2 separate regions of the Anser cygnoides genome follow, and region 1 is linked to region 2. The links are chromatin contacts, called in public Hi-C maps. All regions are on one chromosome and are shown on one strand. Each heading gives the region's core, a stretch centred on a gene start, on an enhancer-like site or on the middle of the called end of the contact. The rest is flanking DNA. Distances are from core to core; before and after follow the strand shown.

Region 1 (2,700 bases), core at 60-2,559, 130 kb after region 2:
AAGTTATAATACCTTGAATCCGGAGTTAGTTTCTTAGGATCTCCTTGTCAAAGTATACAGTAGTTTCCGTAGGAGGAACTTACACCAAGATGTAAACAATGCATAGGAAAGGCCCAACTGAGTTACCTTTTTGAGCACTTACACTAGCTGATGCATTAAATTGGTAAAACTTTGGTCTGGCATTTTTAAGATGTGATAATTCAGGTTTGTCACTGGATAATATGCTTCTGTTGTCAGAAACAGTGATGTTACTTTCCTGTCATCAGATTATTGATATGGCAAGGCTTGCTTTTCCCCAGGCTGTTAGAAAATGGGAGTAACTGTGAGAGCTGGAATGTAGGTGGGAACTCTGGGGGTTTGTAATGCATTATTATAAATTGCTTTGCTATTTATGTAGATTTAAATAATAAAATATACCCATAAGCCTTCTTATCAGCTGTATTAAATATGTTTTCAAAGAAAGAACTAAGCCAAGCTGCATTTAAAAATCCTCTCTACCGTTACAAGCTATCATCACTGTGGGATTTGCATTTCTCCATACACTCCCCAGAAGTCCTGGCTAACAGTGCATGTAAAAGGACCAAAAATGTAGGTTATTTTGAGCCCAGGAAGCGTATGCGTTGTAGGATGTTGAGGCCTTACCCCAGACGGGGCTCAACTTGCCAACTGTCTCTACTGTCTCTGTTTTACCATGAGTTTACATAAACACTGAATAATATTGTCTATTTCCTTGCCAAAACTAACCATTAAAAAATAAATAAATAAATTATACTTTTGTCAACTATGCTTTGTCAACTCAACTTTTTTGAGGTGTTACTTACAGTTGTCTCATTTACCTCAGGTGTGGCCTGACAGCCATCTCTCTTAAGTAGACAAGACATAGGAAAGAAATCTCTCTATCCCTCATGTGCAAAATTTTGTTTTGGAAAGAAGCTTGAAGTAGCTTTTTAAAGGTCAATTAATCAATCAGGGAAAAGTAAAAATGTTATTTGACTCAGAAACCTTGCCACACCACTCAAATAATGAATGATGAATACCAAGCATTTGAGTGAATTCTTGCAATCAACAGCCCATGACTAATCGATAGGCTGACATTTTCACACAATTGCAGAAAGTGATCAAATTTCATAAATATCACGAATTGCTTCTGGAAAAAAAAAATAAATAAAAAATTACTCACAGGGTGAAAAAGGGGGTCAAAATTTGCTCATAAACAATGGGTTGTGAATTCTGAGCCCAAGCGTAGGTGCAGCTATGCAGCTATACGCAGGGAGAAGGCGCCACCTATAGATGTACCACCCTGCTCTGGAATGGGATACATGGTTAAAAGTCCGGCTGAAAAAGGGCGGCTAGGATTGTGAAAGGATTGCACTCACAACCATACAATGCTGTTGCTAAAATATTAGCTGTATCACATCAATCACAATCAGCTGTATCACATCAATTGATTACATCAATCACATACACATTACATGAAATAAGACCTGGCTGATATCTCAGAAAGGAGGTTATCCATGTTTGTTCATCTGGCTTTGGAAATCATTTCTGAATCACTACTAGGGAAATTTAAATGAGACAGCCCAGTCAGCAGAGTGGTAAATAATTAAGAGATCAGTTAAACAGTGATCAGGATTGCTTGATGATGTAGGCTATCCTGTAGAAAAACTGTAGTTTAAGGTTACGCAAAAGTTATTAGTCAGGAACAAATGTGAAAAACACAGTGTATGCTAGAAAGTAGAGATTCTAAAAAGAACTTAACGTGAAATTCAAATTCAATGCTGTAGCAAAAGCAGTTGATATTGACCATGATAAAACAGGAATGTGGTTTTTAACCATGTAGCCAATGTGATGCAGATAGGTATTAAAGTTTATGTGCACAGCAAGATCTTTTAAAATTGGAGAATGTGAAGAAAAGCAACAGAAATAATTCAAGCCTTTGAGTACATACCTGGAGCTTGATCTGCTTAGTTTATCAAAAAGAATCTTGAAAGGTGATTTTGTTGTAGTATGCATGTACTTTCCAGAGCTAAACAAGTTCTTTTGACCTAGAAGAGTGAAGTCAAAACTAGTGATAGAAATCTTATGTCAGGATGATTCATATTAGAAATTAGAGAGTTTCTTTTTCTTTTTTTTTTTTTCTTTTCTGAAGATAAGATTTATTGACACACAACTGGCTTATAAGGAGCAAGAAAGCGATGAGCAAAATGTGGGACTTGATAATCTTGGTAGTTCCTTCTAACTTTGAAATATGTTGACCCAAATATTGAATTTCAGCCATGAGCTCTCATGCTACATTCCCTGGCTTCGTCATCATTATTTAAAATCTATGTAGCAATCAGTGTCAGACTTATCTATGCCCTTACTGGGTGCAGAGTAGGTGAATTTGCTCTACTGTGAAAGAAACTATATCTTGATATCCTCTTACATCTGCAGGTTGCAGCAAATACTTCTGTTCGGTTCACAATGATCAGGCCTCTTCCTAGAGGTGGCTTCAGATGTGGTGCTCAATTCACTTTCTGATTTCATATACATCACCCAGCTTCAGTCTGAAAATCAGGTCACTGTATTAGTATGTTTAACATGAGCTTATATGAGCTGATATACTTTAGGTATGAAGAAGTCTCCAGAAAATATTGCGTGAAAATTCGAAGGTAGTCTCTGCACAGTCTCTAGACACCTATAGCCAGTGAGATGAGCCTA
Region 2 (2,700 bases), core at 144-2,643:
AAGAGTTTCCTTTCTTGGATGGTAGATTCAATTTTGCATATATTTTTTTGTAGGCTCTTTCTGGTACTGGTTTGTTTGTAACTACACTCAAAGCAAAAAACGTTCTCTGCCTTAGGAGTTGATAACCTTCATATATGACAGCTTTTTGAATGTAATATTAGTAATATTCTCAAGAAATATAGAGGAATGGAAGAATTTAGTTAAAAACAAATAAAATCCATGGAGTTGAGCAGATTATATGGCTTGTAATAACTTTAGAAATAACATAATATTAAACATCTCTTATACATCTGAAAAGGTCATGAAAACAGTCATGTAAATTAACAACCAGAACTTCTAAAAATATGATTTTTGTAAAAGCACATTTTTAATATATACTACAGCAGTCTGAAAGAGTTTAATTTCCCACTTCTGTGGTCAATCAGAAAAAAAAAAAAAAAGAAAATTGTATAGAATTACCTGTGTCAATATGCTGCTGAAAACACAGCAATTCTACAGTACATATCCTCTTCATTCAAATGCCATTGCTTTCCAGAAGGTGATGAGGCACAGAACTGGGAGTGTGTCTGCATCCAGAAAGAATCCAGCTGGCTGTTGAAATGAGTTCTTCAGTATCGATGAAATTCTCTACAATTGCTAAAGTAACCCTGTAACTCATAAATCACTAATCAAAAAAAGCTTCTTAGAGTCTTTGTTTGTGATCTTTTATATTCATTTATTTATTTATTTATTAAAAAAAAAAAAAAAACCAAACAGAGATGGTCTGGTAAGTTTGTATAAGCAAGAGATAAATATAAAATAATTAGGCATGAAGCAAGGGACTAACCTAGGGACTCTGTGTTTAATAGAACAATCATCCAGCACAATGATCAGGAAGAAGAAAATTATTTAACTCATCAGTTCAGGACATAACAGCAGTATAAAAGGCAAATAGGGCAGAGGGTTTTTAGGTGAGGCACAGAATATAAAGCAATAGAGGTTTATACAGCACACACTTTGCCTTAATGGGGATGCAGCATTAAACTACACAGGTGGCAGATAACAGTCTAAAATATTTTCTCAGAGAAAAAGGAAAATAATGGCATTATTTTGAGTAAAGGCACAACTTTTTCCCATTTGCACAGTAGCTAATACAGTAAAGTACTGGATAGAAATGGTCTATTGACTCACAAATCCTTAAAATGATTAAATTAAAAAAAGCTTATAGCAAGATGATTAAAAAATGAAGAGCACAGTTACAGAAAATGATTGAAATTGTTATGTCTTTTTTTTTTTTTTAAACAACAACAACAACAGTTTATACACATAATGTGTTCAAGGCTGTAGCAGCCCACAGACTACAAAGCAAACACCCTGTTCTTGGCAAGTCTCTGAGTGTTTTGCCAATGATTCAGATAAAGAACTTGAGCCAGTGAGGCCCGCACTATACCAGCAGAATCCTTTGAACAACCAACACCAGTAGAATTACATACAAAGGATATTATTCAAGGTATTTCTGACTTTCGTTGGGATTATTCCAAACTCATATCAATTACTTCAACTTTTCCTATCCAAGAACAAAAACAAGAAGGGAAACACAGATTCGGAAGTAATACCGAAGAAGCTTAAGGGATGAGTTGATTAACAAAACAAACAAACAAACAAAAACAAACAAACAAAAACAAACAAACAAACAAACAAAAAGGAGACAATTAGTTTTCATGGATCAGAGAGTATGAAACAGCATCTTTTATCCTGTTAAAATGGTGCTGTCAGCAAAGGCAAGCAAATGCAAGCCTTTTATTCTCCACCTGCAGAGGGCTCCTCATATAAGTGTGAGTCCAACTGAAATGCATCTGCTGGATCTAGCTTTTCTTCTGACACACGCTCCAATATTTCATTTTTCTTTACTTAATTTTATATTTTCCCTTGGGAATTTTCACATGATCTTGTCACAGTTCACCACTGAACTACCGCGGGTGTTACGTGTTGTCTTTGACTATCCATATAACAGAGATATTCAAATGTTTTTTTTTAAGCTTCATTCTAGAACCTCCTTTATGCAGATCCATAATCAACAATTTTTCTCATTAATGAGATTACAAATAGGCTTCTGAAAAACAAAAAAAGGAAATAATCACTGACTAATAAACTGAAGATGCATATTTTAACATATTTATTTATATTTTCTCATTACTTCCATTAAAAAAAATCATCCATACAATCTCATATAGCACGATGAGTTTTCATACTGCTATTTGAATTGAAATTGAAAATTTCAATTCAAATAATACTGAAGTGTAGTATCTGCTTGTGAACTCTAGGAAAATATTGAAGTGGAGATTTCATTATGAATAGAACATGCTTTGCTCTCTGTAGTTCCAACACTGAGATTTTGATAGATTATGTATCTATAAAATATATTAATACTGATAGAATTTTCATTTTTACTCAAATATTTTGGACTTATGCTCTATGAAATCTCAATAAAAGTACAAAATCAGTAAACAAATTTGTTGAAATTTGTCTTCTTTCTGGATAACCTAGAAGAAAGCTTTCAGTTTGTGAAATAAGACATATATCAGGACTAATACTGGGAATCTAGTAAAGACTAAGAAAAGCTAGAAAATAGCTTATCCTAGATATTTTCTGGTCAGAACTTATATCTGAAAGACGAAAGAAAAACTTCAAAAACACTTGTTTAACTTTTCAAAACATAAA

What was found. Hi-C and Micro-C count contacts between places; a contact is called where the count stands out from the background.
Region 1: a Hi-C map of granulosa cells shows a contact between it and region 2, with 2.4 times the contacts expected there. The contact joins two enhancer-like sites. A contact is called at or near these places in 2 of 7 Hi-C or Micro-C datasets (granulosa cells and liver).

What each region holds. Positions count from the first base shown.
Region 1 is chr8:20,495,957-20,498,656 of Taihu_goose_T2T_genome, forward strand. The region is part of intron 2 of LOC106034109 (a long non-coding RNA gene); the gene reads left to right. Among named protein-coding and RNA genes, the nearest start is that of ADGRL2, 340 kb to the left of the region's middle. Within about 2 kb of position 1,310, at least 2 of the 3 cell types and tissues checked have open chromatin away from gene starts, as enhancers often do.
Region 2 is chr8:20,365,603-20,368,302 of Taihu_goose_T2T_genome, forward strand. No RefSeq gene overlaps it. Among named protein-coding and RNA genes, the nearest start is that of ADGRL2, 210 kb to the left of the region's middle. Within about 2 kb of position 1,394, at least 1 of the 3 cell types and tissues checked has open chromatin away from gene starts, as enhancers often do.